2 separate regions of the Sus scrofa genome follow, and region 1 is linked to region 2. A link is a contact called in public HiChIP or PLAC-seq data. All regions are on one chromosome and are shown on one strand. The core of a region is the stretch at or near the end of the contact, and the rest is flanking DNA. Distances in the headings are between cores, read along the strand shown.

Region 1 (5,122 bases), core at 1,326-3,825, 44 kb before region 2:
TTCACAGCCCCCTCACCCACTCATCGCCCTCAGAGGTAGGGGGCGGGGGCAGGTCTGAACCTAGGGTCTGTGAGGGGAAAGAAAGGGCAGAAACGGGGTGTTCCCAGGGCGGGCCTAGCCCCACAACTGGGGAAACAGGTTTGCCAGCTGATGTCAGCTCTCACAGCTGAGGGGAGGAGTGAAAGTATAGGGGAGCCTTCTGATTGTGTGGCTGGCCAACTCAGGGGTCTCTTAATACCCTTTATCAGTTTAACCCTTTACCTTATCTTACCCTCTCCCCCAAGTACACACACCACAGGTGCCTAGCAAAGCTCAAAGGAGCACAACCACCACTCCCTGGGTGCTCAGTAAAGAGGGTGGGGACCATGTTCCGGGAGTAGAAGCAGGACCAAGCCGGCAGGAAGGCAGTGCTGGGAGGCTGGCTGGAGCTTCCTCTCCCCAAAGACCTGGCCCCTCCCGGCTCCTGGCTTCACACTCATATCCTGGATTTGTTTGCCTGGCCCCAGGCCGTCCCCTGCCTACCCAGGATTCCAAAGCTACAACCAGCTAGCCTGCGCTCCATACCTGCCCTGTGAGGTGAGGAGCTGGAGGAGGGGAAGGGACTCAATACAGATGAATGCCACACACCTGTGAGGGACTGACCACTTGCAGAGCTCAGCTAGAAGGGACAGCAGGAGGCAACCATGTTGGAGGTATAGTCCTGAGAAACTTCCAAAACATCCTCCCCCAGTAGCACAACACCCAGCCTGAAGATCCACCATTAGCATCCCTCACACTCATCACCTGGTTCAAGCCTGCCATCACCCAGTAACAGCTGAAGAAACTGAGGACTAAGAACCTGCCCACAGCCATAGAGACAAACAGAAGCACCAGGGCCCGGGGCAAGTTTCCTCCCAAATCTCTTGCTCCTTCACAAGGACCAACTTTTGGAGCTGGAGACAGAGAAACTGGGGTGAGGGGTTTCAACGGGGCAGGGAAGTAAGAACCTTCTCTGGCCTGGTCCAGCCATATAGGCTACCCCTCTGCAGAGTCCAGGCCACCGGAGGTTAGGATTGTACCAAATTCACAGAGAGGGAAGCAGAGGCTCAGGGGTGTAAAGAATGTGCCCTGAGTGACACCAAAGAGGGACTCTACTCCATGCACTACTGCCTTCTGCCAGATGCCCAGACCTCTCACCACCTGAGCAGGCTCAGAAAGCTATAGCCCTTATGGCCTGGATTCCTGGTCCCTGGGGCCCCAGACCTGGCCTGAAGTCCTGGGAGACTAAGCTAGACTAGCCTCGTAACAGAGGGCCAGTTAACGTGAGCATGAACTTCCCCCCAGTGAGAGATCAAGGGTACACAATAATCCATTGTGCCCAAGGCACACCTGAGCCAGGAGCATGATGCCAGGCAGGTGCAGCAAGGGAGGTTGGTGTTGGGTGAAGAGGCAAAAGGGTTGTTACCTTGGGTTCCCTCCCTGCTGTGGAAGCAGAAGGAAAGTGGGGGCCTACTGGTGTGAGAGTTTCAGGACACCTGTGTCAGAGTTTGCTCCCTTCACCTTCTGAGGACACTTTGAAGTAGTCGCTGAGGTAGGACAGGGAGCTCAGGAGGAAATGGCCTCCTTCCATCCCTTTCAAACTTCCCTCCTAGCTCACCCTCCTCCCTCCCCACCCCCAAGCCATTTCCCACCAACTGAGGTGGGAACTTTTCTTTGGGCTAGACCCCCACCACCACCCCATAACCCCCCATAACCGCCACCACCCCCCCCCGCCCCCCGGTTGGGGTAAAGCCGCCTGGGTCAGGGAGGAGCTCTCCAAAGATAGTTTGCTGCAGGAAATCTGATGAACTGACTCAGGTCAGACTGAAGTATGGACGCCTTCCGTGCAAGCTTGGACCCCCAGCCCATTCAGACTCACAGGCCCTGACCACCAACTGGGCTGCGCCCACAGGAGCGGCAAGGCCAAGTGCAAACTACGCTCCCCGCCCGTCTCTTTTTCTCTGGCCTCAGTTTCCCCATCTGTAAAAGGGGGAAGTGCCCTGCCATCTTGGTCCAGGCCCCTCTCCTTCCGCACTACAGAGGCTGCGCAGTCCCGACCCAAGAGGCTTGAGCGAGGGGCGCACCCGCGTGGGCCGACCCCCAGGTATAATTGCCAGAGGCATCCGCGGGCTAAGGGTGCACACGTGTGTGCAGAGTCCGAGCACGCCGGGAGCGCGCGCATTTACGCGGTCCAGGTGGCGCCGGGCACAGGTGCAGCAGGCACGGAGCGAGGGGAGCTGGGAACACCGCGGACACGGGGCGGGGCGGGCTCACCTGCGCGTAGTAGAGCAGCCACAACTCGTAGAGCCGCTCCGAGGCGGCCATAGCCCGGCCCGGCTCCGGCCCTGCTGTACGCTACCTGCCGCCGCCGCCTCCTCCGCGCCGCCCGCCGGTTGCCCTCGGCCAGGCCCATGGGCGGAGGGCGTCACTCCGGGGCGGAGCGGCGCGGTACTACTGGGGGAAGTAGTACTGGCCCCCGCTGCGCTCCTCCTCCTCGCAGCCGGCCGCCGCCCGGCTTCCTGCACTCCTGCGGCCGCCACCGCCGCCCCGCCTCTCCCGGGACCGTGCAAAGGGGGGCGGGGGGAGCCCGGCGGGAGGAGGAGCCTGAGGTCAGGGCGGCCCCAGAGGGCGCGCAGCAGCCCCGCCCTCCACAATCCGCGCTCTCACCGCGCTTTGGAAAGGGCCACTCAGAGCCTCCTGGACTAGGGTTGAGTCAAGGATTCCAGATTTGTTCTAGGTCTATATCTGACCGGGACGCATTCTGCCTGCAACCACTCGTGAAAGGGACAGGCTTACAGGGTTGGGGGAAGGGGCTGCAGGCCGCATGCAGATGGGCAGCGTCCTTCAACAAGCAATGATAACAATCATGATGACCACTTGCAGCGCTTACTACGTGCCAGGCGCTGTTATATGGAAGTGCCACTTTTTTTACTCCTGCTGTTAGTGGAGCAGGATAATGTGGCGGGGGTGCAGCGAGGATTGGGGCTAGGGGTGGGAGAATCAGAAAACAGCGGGGCAAGTGTGAAATAGCTCCAAGGAAGCGCGGTACCCTCCATCTTTGGGGCAGATCCCTGGAAAATTTAGGTAGTCTTCCCTCACCTGGGTCCCCTCCTTACTAGATGCTCTGATAGAGACACCTTCCACTCCACAGCTCAGCACTTGATTCACCTCTTTTAACATCAAGAGGTTAAAGTGTGCCTCATATCTCTGTTTTACAGGCAGAGAAACTGAGGCCCAGATGGGCCAAATGAGGACCACCTAAGCAGCCAATGACAGCATGGACAGGGACAGACGCCTGCCTCCAGAACCACTGTCATCATCACTCCTGGGCTTCTCCCCCCCCCCCCCCCGCCCCATCCCTCCAGCTCCCCCAGCCCCCCTGAGAAGTGAGGGGGCACTCTGGTCTTGGGCAAGGGTGAGGCCCTTTGCTGTGGCTGGTAGGAAGTTTGTGGGACCCAGAGAGTTGCCGTCAATTGGAAGAATTGACCCAGTCTGGACCCTCTAGACCTTGGGTAGCCAAGAAGAGACAGACCTAGTCCCTATACCCAACCTGCTCTGTCTTCTTGGCTTCTTGGGCAGTTCCTCCACTTTGGCCTTTTCTCCTGCCCTACCCATCCTACTTCTGAGCTGACATTTCCTGAACAGTTACTACCGGCGGATTGGGTACTACCCGCATACCTGATGCAGGGGAGTTGGAACCAAAAGGCCCAGGTTACTGAAGTCAAGGGGGTTGTGCATGGGGGCTGGCTGGACAGGGTTCTGTGGCACTGGGTTCTGTGACCTCTGAAGGGAATTGGGAAGGAAGGAGTGGGTGTCTACCTGCTGCCAGACTGGGGAGAAGGTCCCAAGCAGGGAACAGCCTTGCTGAGAGACAAGTAGACTGGGGGGAAGGGAGGAAGCTTGGCCTCCTCTTCCCAGGTAGGAGGAGGTGTGGCTCTGGAATCTGGACAGGCTGTCAGAAGATCTTGACTTCAGGCAAAGTGGTTCTCGGGGCATGCTAATTAGCTTGGGAAAGAATACCCTGGCAACTTCTGCTGGGGAACACTGGACCTCTTGGCCACCTGCTGCAGCAGAGGCCAAACTAATTCTCAGCTTAGTTCTTAGGAACTAAACTCAGCGTGGTCCCCTGGGAACCACTGGACCCAAGTTGGGAGATGGGGTTTGCTCTTTCTCAGGTTTGGCAGTCTGACCCTGGGTTAGGGGTGGGAGGGCATCAACCATGAACTCAGAGGAAAATGCCCCCCAGCCAACCCCGCCTCTTCTTAGGCTTTGTCTTGAGCTGAGAGTGGACAGAGAGGGGCCCAAGGGCCCATAAACAGATCCATCCAGGAAGCCACTGAGAGCTTAAGAAGGACCTCTTAAGCTGGGGTTGGAGTGGAGAGTCAGGGAAGGTTTCTTCAAGCCTTGAAGAATAAAGACAAGTGGACAAAGGTAAGTCAGGGCATTCCAAGTGTTCAGCATGGAGTGAGCAGTGGTTGGCGCTTAGGCAAAACCAGGGTGATCGATGCGCTCTATCCTCCTCCACTCAGGTCTGATTCCACTTGCCACTTTCTCATTGATTGGCGTTGGACGAATCGAGCCTTAGAGCCTACTTCTTTGCCGGCCAGAGGCAAGTTAGGCGAGTTGCTGGGGAGGAAGAGGGCGGGCCCTCCTATAGCAACTCAGCATTGGTTGGCTTTCAAGACTTCCGGCTCTCCCATTCCCGTCCCTGGATTGGCTGTAAGAGATTAATCTACGCCTTGGGCCTGCGCGATGCTGGACGAGAGGAGAGGGGGTCGGCTGGCAAGATGGCGGCTACTGCGGCCGGTGTGGGCCGGTTGGAGGAAGAGGCATTGCGGCGAAAGGAACGGCTGAAGGCCCTACGGGAGAAAACCGGGCGCAAGGTGAGAAATGCAGAGTGAGGACCGTGGCCGAGGTAGCCGGCGTTCGGATCCAGGACTGGGACCAGAGGCAGGAGACTAATGGAAAAGGCAACTACTAAATACGCGCATGCGCGCCGCAGGAGCATGCGCGCGGCGTCTGCGTCCGCCCACCGAGTCTGGTGCTGCCGGAGCGGTGCTAGTACTGCGCTGGTGCTAGTCCTGCGCTGGTGCTGTTGCGCATG
Region 2 (5,312 bases), core at 1,322-3,821:
TGGGGGTACATGTGTTGTGTTACTCTCTGTGTGCCTGAGGTATTTATTTCAAAACAACAAGAGTGTGAAAAAGAAAGGGATAAAAGAAAAGTGTGAAAAAGAAAGGGATAAAAGAGCCCCTCTGCGGGGCTCAACAGAAGGGAACAACCGAATGGCTGTTCCTTCACTCATAGCAGCCAAAGGACCAAACATGCTGGACATTGAGTTGGGTTCTCCCTCTTTTGTCCTGTACCTCCACTTTCCTCTGATCCGCCTCTTCTGGGGCAGTGGGATATGGCAGAACAGTCTGGCCTATAATCAGGAGCCAGGTAATCTAGAGACTGGGCAGATGAACTTCACTTCTCTACGCATCCTTGACCCAGCAAAGCCTACTGCTCCTTCCTGCCCTGGGTTGTCAGGAAGCCCAGGCTTCGCTTGGAGAAGAATTTTGCCTGCATTCATAGCCTTCAGGAAAAGTGGACTTCTTCACCTTTGATAGGCCCAGAGCAAAGGGTTTGCCTGGGTTTTTCAGGAAGGCTGGGCAGAGGCTTGGTCCGTATATGGAGGGGCCAGACTCAACCCCAGCCTATGGAATCCAGGGCTTGGGTGTGGGCTTTCCAGGTAGAGCAGGGGAGAGCAGAGTGTGTATCCTTCCCAGGAAAGGGGACCTTTCTCCTTATCTGTACTCCAGATCTGCAAAGGGACTCCTAGCAGGATGCTTATGGCTTGGGAGCAGGCTCCATAGGGCCCTGAGGCCACAGCTCAGCCATGGCCCCCTTTGCCAACAAGGAGAAGGAGTGACCTTCCATCTGCACTAGGATGGGGAGGAATGACCTCTGAGGCCAGTAGCCAATGAGCATCTTGGCTTCCTCAGCTCCGTGGAGATAAAAACAGCCTGCTTTAGTCCAGGTTAGCCTGGTTGAGCCCAGGTGCCAGGTGGGAATCCCCGTGGGTCCCAGCTCTTCTCAAGTGTCCTGAGAGGAATGCAGTGCCCAGTCAGGACTGCCTTCAGCTGAGGGCAACAGGACAAGGCCTCATGGAGAACATTCCTCTTGAATTGGGTCCAGGATCCTAGAGGGTAGGGTTTGGGCAGTGAAGGCCCAGGGGTGTGAACCAGCAGTGTGACAGGGTAAGTGGTGTTGGGGAGTCATGGACAAACATCTCCCCTGACCCCCTGCTCATAAACCCAAACCTGGGCTTTATACAGATCATTGGAACAGGGAGAAAGATTTAAGGGTGGCATTGTAGGTACATGACAGGTAGCCAGTTCCATTGATGTGTGTTAGCTAGTTTGTCACGCATTTTTTTAAACACTTGTCCGGACTTAGGGAAATAACAGGTGATGAGGTGATTGTTGTTGGGGGTGGGGTGGGGGGGCACTGCTGCTAAACATTGTAGGTACTAGGCACGTGGAGAGAGCTCAGGATTTGGAAGCAGTGCCCAGGTTTGAGGCCAGGCCCTGCCTTCTGAGCTGATCTGGGACAAGTCACATTGCCTCAGTCAGCCTGACCTGAGTATCTTCAATAGAGAGATGGGGAGAAAAATGAAACTTGCTTCCTTAATGAGTGAAGCAAATGTGATTGCTGTTTACCGGGGTAGTGCTGGGGCTTTGGGCAAAACAAACAAACAAACAAACAAAAAACAACCCTTGTGAGGCTCTCCTGAGACAAGGATAGCTCCCGACACACCTGGAAAAGGCAGGATTTACTTTTACTTAAGGCTTGTGCTAACTTTGCAAATAGGGCAAGACTTGGGAAAAAAATAGGGTGGGTGGATAAGAGTAGAAATAAGCATGTGACCAAGAAATTAGTGATGAGGAACCTGTTTGTAGAACCTCCCTTATTTGTAGATGGTCCTGGGGAAATGAACTGAGTGGCATCATTTCACAGATTCAGTTGACCAACCGGACACAGGTTGGGGCCAGGAGTTGTGGCTGAAGAAATGGAAAAATCCAGCAGGACTGGAGGCAGAAACCCCAGGTCTTCACCCCTCACCAGCCATGTTGGAGAATCACCCACCTTCCTCTCTGCCTGTGCTTCTGCCCATCTGCTCAAGGAAACCTTTTGAGAATAATGTCTGTTTTCTTAGTTCTTTTGGCTTGCCTTATAAACTTTAGAATCAGCTTGTTAATATCTATTTTAAAAGCTTGCTAGAATTTTAATTGGTAAATTAAAATTTACCAATTAAATAAATCCTACCCCATCTCCCTACAACCAAATCCCCATCAAGTGGAAGTCATTCCCCCAAAGGTTAACCAGACCAAACCAGGTTTTGCGGGAAGGAAAGATGTTTTTCACTCCCAGAAGGACCCTTGCTTCTCCTTTGGGCTGGATCTGCCTCTCCCAGCCAACTTCCCTTGTGGCTAACTCTGCAGGGGCGTCTATGACTCATCTCTAACACCCCCCCCCCCCCCCCCGCTACTTGCTGCCTAGATAAGATGTGATCTGGCAGCTCTGGAAGTCTGGCCACAGAAAGGAGCATTCATGTCAGTTGCTTTTGTTTTTTGTAAGCCCTAAGTCACTTCCTCCTTATGGCAGTTTGGCTGGTATATGCCAATGAGGTGTGTCTTGGGTAGAATTTGTGGCTGACAGTCGTGGCCACCCTGGCAGGTGGGGGTGGGGTGTTGCACACTCTGTTGGTCATGAGGCAGGGAGCATGTCTTGTTAAGTGCCAGAACAAGCAAGCCCCAACCCTCAGCCCCCACAGCCGCCACCTCCCCGTGGCTTAGGTTCGAGGTCTTCATCCAGCTGGGGCAGTCACCGTTGAGAGACAGTGGTTCACCCTAAGTGAGTGTCATGTATCACAGAAGAAACTAGGCCACTAACCTGCCTTCTTCAGGGTGGAAAACCGGTTCTCCAACCCCATGTGGAGAAAGGTCCCATCCCAGCTGAGACCTGGCCCAGTTCTGGCCCAGTGCCCGATCCTTTTATGCTGGTAAATGCCAGGCCTGCTCTCATTGGTGGGTTGGGTCCCTAGGATGGTGGCTGTGCAGCAGGGCTCACACACCCATGATGTCAGCTTGATTCAGCAGACATTGCTCCACTCTCTTGGTGACCAGAGCCACCCCCTGGTTATCTCGCTCCCACTCCAGGTTGGAGTGCCCCAGCCATGGACAGGGACTGGATGTGGCTCCATGACTTGTGCTGAGGCAATAGCACAGAGACCTGCGGCCACCCTGTTTTTCCTGACCCTGTTGCTCAGGGCTGGGTGCAGGAATGTAGAAAAATGAAGGAGGTGTCATGGAAAGCCGACTTGATGTGTGGCCAGGCCAGGTGCTTCCCTTTGTAGAGGGAGCACAGCTGGGAAAGTCTTCCTCTTGCATGTCTTGATCTCCAGTGCTTTGAAAGCCATTCTCATTAAACCTGTTCTGGGGGGAGGTGTGGTCCGCTGTGAGGTAAGAAAATCACAGTTCACCCAGGTCAAGTTACTTGTCTAAGATCTCCCAGCTGAGAGGGAGGGGAAGAGCATGGGAACACCTCCCTAGTCCCTGTCCGACGTGCAGGCAGGGTGGAGAACAGCTGAGTTCACCCAACCATCCTGTCATAAATGGGAAAACAGCGCCATTCCTGTCCTCTGCCCACAAGCTCTCAGTCAAGCCTGGTCCTGTTGTACCACCTTCACTCTTAGGGTCATGGCCTTTGTCCCACATGCCCGCTTGGCCAGGGCCAGAGGGATGGACATCAGGGCTGCTGGTGGTTCTGTGGTGGAGAGAGGAGCATACCTCTTGAGCAGCCCGCCAGCACTTCCCAGCCCAGGGTAGCCCACTGGGATGGAGCACCATGTACCTCCCCAGAGTGGTCTGTGGTCCACTGCCAGCTCTAGTCCCCACCACCACCTGGGCCCCAACAGCCAGTGTGGCCACTTCAGTTCTCACCTTGTGGTCCCTTTGGGATTCAACTCAGCTGTCATAAACCTTTACCCCATGCCTCTTTTTAAATTTAAATTGATATTTAAAGTACTTATAGATTTGTTGTCAATTGTTGAAAATTTTAGTGAATCATATTAATGTGTATCCGTGCATATCCTTCTTTGTTGAAACCTTTTTCATGTACTGTGTCATGACCATCTTTTGATAAATCAGCTTCTATAAAATTCTCACTGGCTACTTAGTATTTCTTTGAGAATACCGTAATATTTTTCAGTCCTTGAATTTTGGCATATCAGCTGTTCCTACTTTAAATGCCTGTCAGCTGTGCATTTTGGGGAGACGGGTGGGGGCAAAGCTCAGCCTACAAATTTAGAGAAACTGGGATGGTTTCTGTAGAGCCTGGGGTGGGAGTGGGTGCACACCACATGGCCCAGATGCCATGGCAGCTGCAGCTGGGCAGGGGCCTGATTTAACTAATGCTTGGCCCTGGTCTTTGCCTTGAACAGCTGTTGGCTGTTTCTAAACCACCCCTTGGGGGTCTGGGCACCCCGTGTTCTTGGCAGGCCTGGGATCTGACACAACTTGGTAAACTTGGGGTTGATCAGAGCTGTTGGTGGGGCTCCCACGTGGGTCACCCCAGCCAGCTCTGTCTCTTCTGGATTCCTTGGGGGGTTTTGTTCATTTGTTTTGTTCTTTTTTGTTGTTGTTTTTTTGCCCTACTCCAGGCCTACAGAAGTTTCCAGGCCAGGGATTGAACCCATGCCACAGCAGTAGCCAGAGCCATAGCAGTGACAATGCTGGATCCTTAACCTGCTGCACCACTAGGAAACTCTGGGCTTCCCTGTTTTTTAAAATAATGACATGACTGAGTAATTTTTATTTTTTTAATTTTTTTTGTCTTTTTGCTATTTCTTTGGGCCGCTCCTGCGGCATATGGAGGTTCCCAGGCTAGGGGTCGAATCGGAGCTGTAGCCACCGGCCTACGCCAGAGCCACAGCGACGTGGGATCCGAGCCGCGTCCGCAACCTACACCACAGCTCACGGCAACACCAGATCCTTAACCCACTGAGCAAGGGCAGGGACCAAACCCACAACCTCATGGTTCCTAGTTGGATTCGTTAACCACTGCGCCACGACGGGAACTCCTGAATAATTTCTAAAACTCCCTTCTGCCTCTAGCATCTGTGACCCACTGTGACTTTAGAGGCTGAAGGAAGGTCCTGGCAGCTAGAAGAACTAAGAGAATGAGATTGAGGGAGGGAGGAGTTGGAGGATGGTGCTGTAGGCCAAACTCCTGGAGTGGGAGGGTGATTTTTTTCTCTCAAGGTACCCTGAGGGCCCAGAGCCCTGGCTGAGCCACCTGCAATCCTGGACAGGACCTATAGTCACTCTGTCTGACAGCCTTTGGTCTTCCTCAGCAACTGCTGGTCCCTGTGGAGCCGGGGGAGAGGTGCACCTCAAGGCC

What was found. HiChIP or PLAC-seq counts read pairs in DNA pulled down with a chosen protein or histone mark.
Region 1: an H3K27ac HiChIP or PLAC-seq map of alveolar macrophages shows a contact between it and region 2. The contact joins the promoter of NBEAL2 here to the enhancer-like site in region 2. A contact is called at or near these places in 11 of 47 Hi-C or Micro-C datasets (alveolar macrophages, blood, embryonic fibroblasts and 6 more) and 2 of 2 datasets of contacts at active chromatin or transcription factors (alveolar macrophages and skeletal muscle).

The regions. Positions count from the first base shown.
Region 1 is chr13:29,844,859-29,849,980 of Sscrofa11.1, reverse strand. It overlaps NBEAL2 (neurobeachin-like protein 2), which reads right to left and starts at 2,575. Exons shown (of 55, transcript XM_021068700.1): 1 at 2,293-2,575. The coding sequence starts at 2,343. CCDC12 (coiled-coil domain-containing protein 12) reads left to right here and starts at 3,298. Exons shown (of 9, transcript XM_005669466.3): 1 at 3,298-3,729; 2 at 4,285-4,449; 3 at 4,548-4,901. The coding sequence starts at 4,806. It overlaps LOC110256226 (a long non-coding RNA gene), which reads left to right and starts at 4,908. Exons shown (of 2, transcript XR_002337516.1): 1 at 4,908-5,122.
Region 2 is chr13:29,801,025-29,806,336 of Sscrofa11.1, reverse strand. All of the region lies in intron 4 of CCDC12 (coiled-coil domain-containing protein 12), which reads left to right. Among named protein-coding and RNA genes, the nearest start is that of CCDC12, 43 kb to the left of the region's middle. Within about 2 kb of position 2,571, at least 18 of the 83 cell types and tissues checked have an H3K27ac peak or open chromatin away from gene starts, as enhancers often do. A contact at or near this core is called in alveolar macrophages, embryonic fibroblasts and retroperitoneal adipose tissue, where this site is marked.